Linked DNA regions of Sus scrofa: region 1 is linked to region 2. Evidence: chromatin contacts called from public HiChIP or PLAC-seq data. All regions are on one chromosome and are shown on one strand. Each heading gives the region's core, a stretch centred on a gene start, on an enhancer-like site or on the middle of the called end of the contact. The rest is flanking DNA. Distances are from core to core; before and after follow the strand shown. Region 1 holds the start of FAM114A2 (protein FAM114A2). Region 2 holds the start of CNOT8 (CCR4-NOT transcription complex subunit 8).

Region 1 (6,800 bases), core at 3,521-6,020, 770 kb before region 2:
AGCCTTTGAGTAATCATGGAAGAAGACTGATTAACAAAGTAATTTCTAACACATATTTGTAGCAAAATACACACAGAAATTAGTAAAATGACTGATGACCTTACCTACTGTGGCAACTGTAGCTGAAGCTGAGGAGAGCAAGGACTTGCCCCAACTGCCCCAATAGCCCCATCCAGTTTGGGGTACATCTTTGGAAACAGCCTCCTATTTTCCCCCGTAGGAAGAAAAACAAAAGACAAAGGAAAATGGAAAAATTTAAGTACAATAAGAGTGTATATTCAAGGGAGATAATTATTGGCCAAAAGTACAGGTGAACAAAGTATACTATTTGGCTAAAGAAACATACTGCTTGACAGATGTATGCTACCTGTACATAAGCATCACATAGCAAAGGCAACGACTTATAAAAGCACTTATACAGCTGAGAAAATTATATTTTATGTTATAAAAGGAAAGAAATAGGTACAATCCCTGTTTGGTATTGATCCTAATACTCAAATTTTTTTCATTTTTTTATTATAGTTGATTTACAATATTCTGTCAATTTCTGCTGTACAGCAAAGTGACCCAGTTATACATTTATACATATATTTTTTTCACATTATTCTCCATCATGTTCCATCACAAGTGATTAGATATAGTTCCCTGTGGTATACAGCAGGATCTCATTGCTTACCCATTCCAAATGCAATAGTTTGCATCTACTTAATATTTCTTTTTAACCCTAATATTTTTTTAATCTCAATTTTTAATAGATACTCTACTTTGCCTGCAGCCTCTGATGCCTGAACAGGGAGAACTTCTGAAGTCTCAAGGTCACTGGAATGTTTGAACTCTGGTCTTTTCCGAGTAGAAACTACAGGTTCTGATTTACTCTCTGGCTTGGCACTTAGATCAAGAGACCCAGAATTCTTGGCTGGCTCACAGTTCTCATCTTCAAGGATGGGGGCTGCTTCAGTTACCACTGGAGTCTCAATGTCATCTTTATCCGACATGATTAGATCATTGCCTGGTAAAATAAAAGTCCCCCCCAATTAATTATACAAGCTTTTTTTGACATAAGTTATTTGTTTAAACTTTTGAGATAACTGATTCACACAAGGTTAAGAAATAATACAGAAAGGTCTAACAAATCCTTCAGTCAGTTCCCCCACAGTAGAAGTTTGTGCATCTATAGCATATCACAACCAGGATGCTGAAAGATACAATCCACCAGCTTTATTCAGATTTCACTAGTTTTACACGGACTCATTTGTGCACTTGTAATTAGTTCTATAAAACTTTATCACATGCACAGATTTATGTGACCATTACCACAATCAGGACACAGAAAAATTCGATTACAAGAATCCTTCTGTTATTATTCCTTTTTAGCCATGTCCCACCCTCCTTCTAACACACAGCAACTACTGATATTCTCTATCTCATACTTTTGTCATTTAAAGATGTTGTATAAATGCAGTCACAGAATTTGTAGCCTTTTGAGATTGCCTTTTTTCACTCAGCATTAAGTCCCTCAAGATCCATTAAGTTGTTGTATTAGTAGTTTCTCCCTTTTTATTGCTGAGTAATGTTCCCTGGTATGATCTATCAGTTGTTTAACCATTTACCTATTGAAAGATGTCTAGGCCAGTCCCTGTTTAGGGCAATTACAAATAAAATGGCTATGAATATTCATATACTGGTTTTTATAGGAATATAAGCTTTCATTTCCCTGGAATAAATGACCAGAGTGCAATCGATAGCACTTGTTTAGTTTTATAAGAAGTTGCCATAGTCTTTTCCAGAACAGCTAAACCATTTTACATTCCCAACAGCAATGTAGGAGTGATCAAATTCTCTTCATTCTCATTAGCATTTGCTGGTGTTATTTTTTATTTGAACTATTCTGGTAGGTGTGTTATGATATCTAACTATGGCTTTGAGCTTTAAGTTGCATGTCTTTAATGGCTAATGATACTGAACATTTTTTATATGCTTATGTGCCATCTATATACCCTCTTCAGTGAAAGAATATTTGATCTTTTGCTCATTTTCTAATAGGATTTTTTTTTTTTACTGTTGAGTTTTGAGAGCTCTTTTTATATTCTAGATTCAAGTCCTTTGTCAGATAAGTGATTTGTTTATAGCTTATCTTTTCATCCTTTTCTTAAAGATGCGCAAAAGTTCTTAATTTCAGTGAATCCAATTTATCAACTTTTCCTGACATCTTTTTAAAAATCTTATTAATCTTGAATCATTCCTACCTCAATTATTTTACAGAGATTATGAAATCTAAGCTATCAGAATAGGATTTACATCAGTTTTGTTTTGTTTTTTTTAATGGCCGCACCTGTGGCATATGGACATTCTCAAGCCATGGACTGAAACCAAACCACACCTGTGCCCTACACAGCAGCTGTGCCAGACCCTTTTAACCCACCACACCAGGTAGGGATCAAATTTGCACCTCCTCAGCAACCTGAGCCTCTGCAGCCAGATTCCTAACCCACTGTGTCATAGCTGGGAACTCCCAGAGCAGCTTTTAAAAAGCAATGGTAACCAATTTAATTCCTTCCAGAAGCTCAGCTCTTTGGCAATTAAAGCCAAATAATGTTGGACTTTTTACAAAGAGCAGGTGCTGGTTTCCAGATAACCAAATATTACCAGGGGAGAAATAAATGTATCTCAGACATACATACACACACACAGACCTTGGATATAAACAAGCACATTATTTTGTTCCAATATTTATGTAATAAAGTATATAATTAGACCCAATGCATCAGTGTCATCAAAATGTTTCTAATATACTAAAAAGACATATTAGTAACTAACTGGAAGTAGCACTATAATTGAGGTACACCCAAACTGTTAAAAGAACAGAGAGCAAGGAAAAGTATGCCAGGATCAAAAGAGAACATCCATGGATTTTTCATATCTGAAAAAAAGCACAAAATAGTGACCACAAACTGGGATTGTGAGTCCCAAATCAGGCATACAGATGTTTTCATTTCGCCTGCATAGTGTTTAGACTTTTTTTATTTTATTTTTTTGGTCTTTTTGTCTTTTTAGGGACGAACCAGTAGCATATGGAGGTTCCCAGGCTAGGGGTCGAATCGGAGCTACAGCTGCTAGCCACAGCCACAGCAACACAGGCTCCAAGCTGCATCTGCAAACTACACCTCAGGTCATGGCAACGCCAGATCCTTAACCCACTATGCAAAGCCAAGGATCGAACCTGCATCCTCGTGGATACTAGCCAGATTCATTTCCACTGAGCCACAACGGGAACTCCTAAATTTTTTTTAATACTAACTGCTAACATTTAAAAATGAAACTTTGTATACAAATAGATATTTCTAACTTACACTGTAAAACTGAAAGATCTGCCAACAACCGGCCCACATCTGACTTACTGACTAGCTCATGCCAAATAGTTGCTGATATCTTTTAGATAGGGTAGTGCTCTCTAGTTCCTCATAATCGGCACCCAAATCCACCTGACTCATTTAGGTTACCTGATTACCCCCCATGGGCATCTGAACATGCAACACCTGCCTTAAAAGGGCACTTAGGATTTTGACAGATGAAGATGTCAGTGAGAGAATTCAAGGGTGTGGAAACAACACATAAGGAAAGCTCAAAGGTCTGGTATGACAACGTGGAATACAGACAGATGCCAAGAGTAGTTAATACAGCAGGAAAAATAATGGGAAAGCATAAGGAAGAAAAGCAGATTTATATAACATCATGGATCCTAGTTATCAAACCATACATCGTATACATACATTATACATTTTCAAAACACATAGGAAAAAAATAATCTGGACACAACTACTTACAGACATACAAAACAACTCTGAAATATTCATTCATTTACTTGCAAACATTTTTTGAGTACCTGTTATATGCCAAGCTCTGGAGACTGAAAGCTAATTTTAAACAATTTCTGCCCCATTTATTCCAGAGGCCTAATAGGAAAGACTACACAGTGCTTGCACAAAATTCAATCCACTTCTTGTGTAGCTGAGTAAATACACACTTTTAAAAAGTTACCTTTTGGCTCTCCTTACACTCTCCAAGCTACAACACATAACAAGAAACCATATAGAGAATACGTTATATATAATAAATAACATAAAGGGCTCTGTGGTTAGGCTGACTTTCTCCCAACTCTGTACTGCACTGACTCGGGAAAGTTCGTTCACCTATCTGCGCCTCTCGTGTTCTTATCTGTAAAATGGTGCGAGTAATACCACTTGCCAAGGCTCCGAGAAAGACGAAACTGAATGTGTGAGGGGTTCGGAACAGAGCCTGGCACAAAAACGCTCACGGGTAACAGCCGCCGTTAGTACGTGGTGGTTGTGCGGATCATTACTATCGTTATTAACCACGATTTGTCTCTAGACGAACAAAATTCGCTCTGCCTTCTTCCCAATTACAAGAACAGGTGCCAAACGGAGATCTAGAGTAAAGCTCCGCTCCTAACTTCTCCGACTTAAGAATTCCTGACGAGAACTCCCCACACAAGCGTTGCGCTTCAATAACCAAGGCGCTTCCGCAGCCTCAGCGCCCACCGCGAGGCGCCCGCCTCCCAGCCCCAGGCCTCTCCCTCCCCTTCTCCGGCGACCCCTGAACCCCACACTCCGCCAGCCTCCTCCCGCGAAGCCCCACACGCAACCCGCCGCTTCCCTCACCGTTGCCACAGCTGCCGAGGGGCCGCTCCTAGTGCCCCGGAAGTCCTCCTTCAGTGAGGAGACGGCCTCGCCTACCCGAGAGAACTTCCGGGTCAAGCAGCCTCTCGGGCCGGAAGAAGCTCCGCACCCGTCTGGTGAGTGAGGGCTCGTTCGGGGTCACTGCTGGGGAGCTCCTGGGCGTGCCGAGGCGTGGGTTTGAACCTATGGGACGGGGTACGACGTGAAGGATGCTGGGGTATCGCTGCCCTTTTTAAGCCTGGCCTACAAGCGTTCGGCCATCGTATGTTTACTGAGTTCCTCTTCAGGCACCACTCTGGACGCTTGTGATACCCTGGTTTACGAGCGACTATAGCCTTGCTCGCAAGTAGTTGACGTCCTAGTGGAGGAGGCCTTCCATAAGCAAGTCGGCAAACATGATTATCTAGGATGATAGTGAATGCTTTAAAGAAAATGAAACAGGATAAAGTGACGAAACGAAGCGAAGGAGTAAACCTAATGAAGATTTGCAGAAGAGTCTAAGAGGCAGAAGGAATAGCGAGTGCAAAGCCCGTATAGTGGAAACAAACTGAGCCAGGTCAAGGAAAAGGAAAAAGGCTACTGAGAGTGGAGCGAAAAGAGGAAGGTGAGACCGGAGACTTAAAGTGGCCAAATCTTGTAGGGTCTACGAACCAGCATAAGGATTTTGACTTTTTGGAAAGCAGTGGAAAAGCATTGAAGGTTTCTGTGCAGAAAAGTGACATGTTCAGATTTATGACTTTAAACCACTCCTGACCCCTCTTCAGAAAGATGTATTTCTTCAGTTGCCCTTGAGCAGGGAGAATGCATGAAACCCAAACTGACAGCCAGAACCTCACTGGGGGTGCCTTCATTATACAGATGTGAAAAACTGAGTCCCAGAGAGGTGAAAGGACCTGGCCTTTTAAGAACTCAAGTCTTCCAACTCGATTTAATGCTTTCAGAATTATCGTTTTAATGTCTGTATATAATAATTGTCACTTCCTAAAACCCTTTGGGTTGTTTGCTTTGCTTCCAATGGTGTCTTTTTAAATATAGGGCCATCATTATCACCTGGGAGCATGTTAAAAATACCTATTCCAAAAAACCCAAAAACATTAAGTATAAAGTAGGTGTTTTTCTCTGGTTTTCTATTGTAATGGAAAATGCATAGAATTGGGGGTTCAAGAGTTGAATCTCGGGAGTTCCCTTCATGGCTCAGCAGTTAATGAGCCTGACTAGGATCCGTGAGGATGTTGGTTAGATCCCTGGCTTCACTCAGTGGGTTAAGGATCCAGCATTGCCGTGAGCTGTGCTGTAGGTCACAGACGTAGCTCGGATTTCACGTGACTGTGGCTGTGGTGTAGGCTGGCAGCTATAGCTCTGATTTGAACCCTAGCCTGGGAACTTCCCTGTGCCGCTAGTGCCGCTCTAAAAAGCAAGGGGCAGGGGAGAAGAATTGAATCTCAGTAAGCCACTTTACTACGTCTTAACCTTATCTTTAAAATACTGCTGATAATATAGCAAAAAAAAGTTCAAACTTTTTGGTCTTAGGATTCTTTGACTCTTGTAAAATTTATTTAGAATGTCAAAGAGGTTTTGCATAGCTTCAGTCATCAGTATGCCATTTTAGATATCAAAACAACTTTCAAAAAAGTTATTAATGTATTTTAAATGATGAATGAATTACATGTTAACATAAGTAGCACTTCTATGAAGAATATTTTCCCGGAGTTCCCATCGTGGCACAGTGGTTAAGGAATCTGACCAGGAACCATGAGGTCTCGCGTTTCATCCCTGGCCTTGCTCAGTGGGTTAAGGATCCGGCGTTGCCGTGAGTTGTGGAGTAGGTCGTGTAGGTTAGCGTCTACAGCTCCAATTAGACCCCTAGCCTGGGAACCTCCATGTGCTGTGGGAAGCAGCCCTAGAAAAGGCAAAAAAAGAAAAAGAATATTTTCCCCAAAAAAGTTATTGACCAGAACAGCATTGTTTTACATTTTTACAAGTTTCTTTAATATCTGGCTTATTAGAACATAGTTAGATTCTCATGTCTCCTGCATTCATTCTCTTGTGATATTCATTATGTAGCCTCCAGAAACCTGCACCATATTGTGGAAGAGTGAAAAA
Region 2 (6,530 bases), core at 3,846-6,345:
GGCAACACCAGACCTATAACCCACTGAGCGAGGCCAGGGATCGAACCTGTGTCCTCGTGGATACTAGTCAGATTCATTTCCGCTGAGCCTTTCTGGGAACTCCTCTGAACTTTTTTAGCTTACGTGAGCAACATTCCCTAGAGTAGCAGGTAACGTTTTTTGTAACCATGTCAAATAGAAGCTTTATGTGTCTCCATGGCACTAGTAATTCTGGCACACAATAGCTCCTCAGTGGAGTTTGCACAAATGAGAATCTCCCTGGTCCTCTGGGTTTTCTCTTCTTTCTATGTCTGAGTCTCACTCAGCTTTCTTGTTATTTCAAGGTCGTATAAGATGGCCCCTTCCTTGGCTGATCTCCTTTAAGGGGAGGAGAGGTCCTGAGATCCTGGAAGAAGGTAGATCTGTGTTCAAATTGAGCTCGGCCACCCACCAGCTTTGTAACCTTGGTCTCTCTTAGTTTCCTCATCTGTAAAATGAAGGTTTGGATTAGTGGATCTCTGAGGCCCCTTCCAGTTCTCATGGAGTTGAGATTTATGATTTTGTGTGCCAATTATTCTGAAATATATCCTGTAGCCTACACTCACATAACAAACACATCTAGTTAGAAGCTTCTGAGCTATTTTGAAGTCTTTGGGTCCTATTGCTCCTAGAACATTACAGAATGTTACAGAATTTCAAAATAAGATTCTCAATACTGGTCTCACATGCACAGAAAAGAATCACAGGATTTTTTCGAGAAATGGATTTGTTAACATTCACACAAAAGGAGAGAGACAGAGAGCTAGAAAAGAGAGCTTTAGAAGTAACCAGAGTCCCAAAGTGAAAGCTTCATCTGTATTAATATGCTTTCCTGCTCTCTTTCCATTGGCCTATATTTCTATTTGCCTTATTCTGTACAGACAGAGATCAATTTTCTTCTTTGTAAAGTACTGAATATTCAGTTAGCAGCCCTGAAGTGTTTCACAATAATAATCAAAAGTAGTAGTTGTGGGTCTCCCATTGTGGCCCAGGAGGTTAAGAATCTGACTATCCATAAGGATGCCTGTTTGATCCCTGGCTTTGCTTGGTGGGCTAAGGATCTGGCATTGCCGCGAGCTGTGGTATAGGTCGCAGATGAGACTCAGATCTGGCATTGCTGTGGCTGCAGTGTAGGCTGCAGCTCTGATTTGACCCCTAGCCTGGGAACTTCCATATGCTGCTGGTACGGCCCTAAAAACAAAACAAAACAAAACAAAAAAGTAGGAGAGGCAACTAAGTATTAATCAGAATCACCTAGTAAAATCACCTAAGTCGTCACCCAATAGGTATAGGCAACATATTTACCATGCCTGGGAAAAGCTAGCTTGCTTTTCTTACCAAAAATTAAAATGTCTCTGCCTTTACTCCATTCTTTGCCCATGCATATCAAAGCAGTCTTTAAAAACATAAATCAGGAGTTCCCGTCGTGGCGCAGTGGTTAACGAATCCGACTAGGAACCATGAGGTTGTGGGTTTGGTCCCTGCCCTTGCTCAGTGGGTTAACGATCCGGCGTTGCCGTGAGCTGTGGTGTAGGTTGCAGACGCGGCTTGGATCCCGAGTTGCTGTGGCTGTGGTGTAGGCCTGTGGCTACAGCTTTGATTCAGCCCCTAGCCTGGGAACCTCCATATGCCGTGGGAGCGGCCCAAGAAATGGCAAAAAGCCAAAAAAATAAATAAATAAATAAAATAAAAACATAAATTGGATCAGCTCATTCCTGTGAGTAAAATCCTTCTGGATTTCCTGGTGGACTTTGAACAGAGTGCAGTTTAAAGTCTCCAAGCCCTTGACTCACCTGGCCTCTGCTTTCCTCTCCAGCCTCCTCTGGAGCCACACTGCCTTTGCTCCACCTCTCTGCAGCCACCCTGCCCTCCTTTCACTGCCTCTAACACACACATTCTAATCCTCTGCCTGATCTTAATCTACTGCTCCCAAATCCTCATGCCTGCTTCTTTCTGGCTGTGTCCTTCTTATCCCTTTTCATCTCTGCCTAACTGCCACCTTCTCAGAGAGGCCTTCTTTGACCTTTAAGTAACTGCCCAGATCGTCCCTCAATCCAGTTATTGTCTGTGATTTTTACCTCATTAATTTCCATCATGAGAGCTCTCAAAATTTCCCATTATCCTTTTATTTCTTACCTGAATGCTGGCTCACTTGCTGTATTGCCAGCCCCGCCACCACAGGTGCAGCACACCAGACCAGGAACCATGCCTGTTTCATTCAGCAGTGCATCTGCCAGGACCAACATGGCACCCTGCTCACAGCAAATGGATCACAGACACAGCTGACGGGATGAACATCTAATCCAATCCCGGACTGGGAATCAGAAGACTCAAATCCTGGTCCTATCTTTGGGAACCAAGTGACCCTCAATTATTATTATTATTACTATTATTGTATTTTCTAGGGCCACACCCATGGCATATGGAGGTTCCCAGGATAGGGGTCTAATTGGAGCTGTAGCTGTGGGCCTAGGCCACAGCCACTGCAACACATGATCAGAGCCACGTCTGTGACCTACACCACAGCTCATGGCAATGCCGGATCCTTAACCCATTGAGCAAGGCCAGGGATCGAACCCACAACCTCATGGTTCCTAGTCAGATTTGTTAACCACTGAGCCACAATGGGAACTCCGAATTATTTACTTACTGTGAAATTAGGGGAATATATTAGTTAGAACATTTTTTATTTTTATTTTTTTTGCTTTTTGGCACCGCACCTACAACATATGGAAGTTCCTAGGCCAGGGGTTGAATTGGAGCTACAGCTGCTGGCCCAAACGACATGCACAGGAACTTGGGATTTGAACCCCATCTGTGAACTACACCACAGCCCATGGCAGTGCTGGATCCTTAACCCATCAAGTGAGGCCAGGGATTGAACCTGCAACCTCATGGATCCTAGTTGGGTTCGTTAACCGCTGAGCTACGAAGGAAACTCCTAGTTAGATCATCTTGATGAAACTCTTCAGCTTTGGAAGTCAGTTTTATGATTATTATTGGTAGATTTTGAAATGTTATTTTAGTAGACTCTAGGGGAGAAGGAAAATTAAATGAGTTACAAATAAAATAATAGGATATCTATTTCTGGATTTTAAAAAGTGAACTTTTGATTTTAAAAAATGAACTCTGATCTTTTTCTTTCTTTTTTTTGGTCTTTTTAGGGCTGAACATGAGGCATGTGGAGGTTCCCAGGCTAGGGGTCCAATCGGTGCTATAGCTGCTGGCCTACGCCAGAGCCACAGCAGCACAGCATCCAAGCCTTGCTGCAACCTGTACCACAGCTCAAGGCAACGCCAGATCCTTAACCGCTGAGCAAAACTAGGGATCGAATCCGCGTCCTCATGGGTGCTAGTTGGGTTTGTTAACTGCTGAGCCACGACGGGAACTCCCTGAACTCTGTCAGAGATCAAAAGTTTTTTCAGATTGTAATCAGAAGACCGAAATAATACTTAAATGCTTAGTCATGGAACATGATCTCTGCTTTATATTTACGAGAAGTTTGACGCTCTGTTGATAATTTTTAAGTCAGAAGGTTTTTCTGTAACACAGGAAAAGTGGGGACAACATATTTCAAAAGCTGGAAGTTAATTCCACCAATGCCAAGGAAAAAAGCCAGCTGGGTGCACTCTTCAGTTGAATGTAAAGATATATATATGATCTGATAAAAAAACAACATTAAATAAGGCGACTGACCCTGGCTAAGCTTGAGGCCAAGGGCACTGTAACAATGGTATTACTCAATTGATAGGCATCTAGGTATGTCAGCATTACTCTAAGGAATGTAAAGAAGTTTGAGGGGAGCGTTCCTGTCCTGGCTCAGCGGAAACAAAACTGAATAGCATCCATGAAGATGCAGGTTCGATCCCTCGCCTTGCTCAGTGGGTTAAAGATCTAGCGTTGCCAGGAGTTGTGGTATAGGTCGCAGGTGTGGCTCAGATCCTGCGTGGCTATGGCTGTGGTGTAGGCCAGCAACTACAGCTCTAATCTGACTCCTAGCCTGGGAAACTCCATATGCCAAGGGTGTGGCCAAAAAGAAAAAAAAAAAAAAAAGAATTTTGAGGGAGTTCTTGTTGTGGCTCAGCAATAACGAACCTGACTGGTATCCATGAGGTTGCAGGTTTGATCCCTGACCCTGCTCAGCTGGGTAAGGATCCAGTGTTGCTGTGAGCTGTCATGTAGGTCTCAGACTCAGCTCAGATCCTGAGTTGCTGTGGCTCTGGTGTAGGAAAAGAATATAGTTCCCACTTCCATATGCCAAAGATGCGGCTCTAAAAAGCAGAAAGAAAAAAAGAGTTTTGAAACTTGGGCTCATGGAGTGAGTGGTATTATATGCCTGGAGGCATTTACCTTCTGCCCCACTTTCAAAATATTTCAAACACAAATATGTATTTTAGCTTTTCCTACACATTTCCTAGCTTAAGAAATGTACCTTGTTAGATTTACTTAGAATTGGTAATAATAGAAAGGTTTGTCTAGCTAAGGATATCAGCCTGCCTGGTTCTTACAGAGACCCATTTTGCAACCAATGTTTCTGTTTTTTTATACCTATACTCCCCCAGCTGAGAAGATGTGTTCAAGCCTTACTTTCCATAGTCTGTAGTTCAAAAACAATCGTTTTGGAAGTTCCCTTGTGGCGCAGCAGGTTGAGTTAAGGATCCAGTGTCGCTGCATTTCCCTTAAAATGTGAAATTATATTATTGACTATGTTCTTTTCCACCTACCCTTTGATTCCTTTGGTGCTTCTCCCTGCCATCAGCGGTTTACACAATTGTTCCAGTTTTGCAATAGCCTAAGTGCAACATAAAATCCGTTGTTCCACAAATACTCCAAGTTCTCTGGAAATACAAGCGATCAGTGTGTTCATTTTACCTTTACCTTCAGTAACCTGAGAAATGAACACAGTTCTGGGAGAGGGGGTATTGTGGGGTAGGAGATGGAGTGTGTTTCCTGTTTGATTGTTTCAGCAGACACCAGGACCAGTGCTGCAGGAAAAAACAAGCTGTTCCTCACATGACTAGATCCCCAGAGGGCTATCCTCTCCTGAAAGTAATTACAAGTGTATGAAAGGACATTAGAAACTCACAGGACGGGGGAAAGGAGCGTCTTGCCTGCTTTCTCGGCACAGTATTGCTGAACAGAATGATTAAGTCTGCAGCACTAACACAGACTGGATATCTCACGGATGACAAACTGAGGCAGGCCAGAAACACTTCTTTTTTCTTTTCTTTTTTTGTCTTTTTGCCTTTTCTAGGGCCGCACCTGAGGCATATGGAGGTTCCCAGGCTAGGGGTCCAATCGGAGCTATAGCTGCTGGCCTACACCAGAGCCACAGCAACGCCGGATCTGAGCGGCGTCTGCAACCTACCCCACAGCTCACGGCAACGCTGGATCCTTAACCCACTGAGCAAGGCCAGGGATCGAACCCGCAACCTCATGGTTCGTTAACCAGTGAGCTGCGAAGGGAACGCCTAGGAACATTTCTTGGTTGAATACACTTATATATCTTCCTTAGTGCGGTGTGGTTTTCCTATGTATTAACACAGACATTGTGTGAGATTGTTACTCATATCTCTATGTTATGGGAGAAGGAAACAGACTCATCAGGAGGGGAGAAGAGGAGGCGTGTTCAGAAGGTGCATTTGATGGGTTGGGAGTGCACTTTCCTGGAGACTAGCCTTTGGGACTCTAGGTTAGAATTGCCGATGAAGGCTTGCCCTGCCTCCAGCCTGGGAAACGGATGTGGGGTTTTAGAGATTGCTTTTAGGAGGTAATGTTTAAACGTAGAAAGGCGCAGTGATTCGGGGGTGAATTTGAAATCCACTTATCAGCAGCCCCCTTCGAGTGGAGGCATCTAGGAGTGTAACTAGAGCCATGCTCTGCGGAGTCTGCTGCACCGTCCCTCAGGGATAGAGTGGAGTTTCTGAGCCGGTGACTGAGGGCGGCCTGGAATTGTCAGCTGTGTGCGGGAAACCAGCGCTTTGTCTTCTCTCCCACAGCTGGAGAACGCGAGGCAGCGCTGAACCTTCCCCGCCTGGTCAAATACTGCCAAGGACAGGTGTTGGCAAAGAGCTCTCTTCTCAAATAGGATTCACAGTGAATCGGAGGGAAGGTGGGGGCTAAAAGGATACTGCTAAGCGAGGCCGGGGCACCACTGCTCTCGTATGGAGGATCCCACGAGCTCGCCTAGCGTCCGCCAGGTCTCGGAGGTTCTCCGAAAGCGGGAGGGCGGCAGCGCTGGCCCAGTGCCTCCCCCACCGGGCAGCGTCTTCTTTGTTACCCGAGCAAACCCCAGCGGGCTGGCTGCTATGGTAATGCTGGCTGCCCAAACCGGCGAGGGTGGGAGGAGGGAGGCGGGCCTCGGCGGACGTCACCCAGACTCGGTTTGGGGGTGCTGGCCCACCCACAAACAATTGTTTGCCGGAAAGGAAGCTTAAGGCAGAAGTTTTGTAAGTGGGGCCGCGTTAGTACAGAAGGAAGGGGGTCAGGAGCTCCCCCAGCGATCCTGCCCC

The links. HiChIP or PLAC-seq counts read pairs in DNA pulled down with a chosen protein or histone mark.
Region 1: a contact with region 2 is called in an H3K27ac HiChIP or PLAC-seq map of alveolar macrophages. The contact joins the promoter of FAM114A2 here to the promoter of CNOT8 in region 2. A contact is called at or near these places in 1 of 5 promoter capture datasets (liver) and 1 of 2 datasets of contacts at active chromatin or transcription factors (alveolar macrophages).

The regions. Positions count from the first base shown.
Region 1 is chr16:69,119,485-69,126,284 of Sscrofa11.1, reverse strand. FAM114A2 (protein FAM114A2) reads right to left here and starts at 4,770. Exons shown (of 14, transcript XM_013984903.2): 1 at 4,680-4,770; 2 at 765-1,009; 3 at 105-204. The coding sequence starts at 995. It overlaps MFAP3 (microfibril-associated glycoprotein 3), which reads left to right and starts at 4,732. Exons shown (of 4, transcript XR_001301941.2): 1 at 4,732-4,813.
Region 2 is chr16:68,350,585-68,357,114 of Sscrofa11.1, reverse strand. CNOT8 (CCR4-NOT transcription complex subunit 8) reads left to right here and starts at 5,095. Exons shown (of 7, transcript XM_013984900.2): 1 at 5,095-5,216.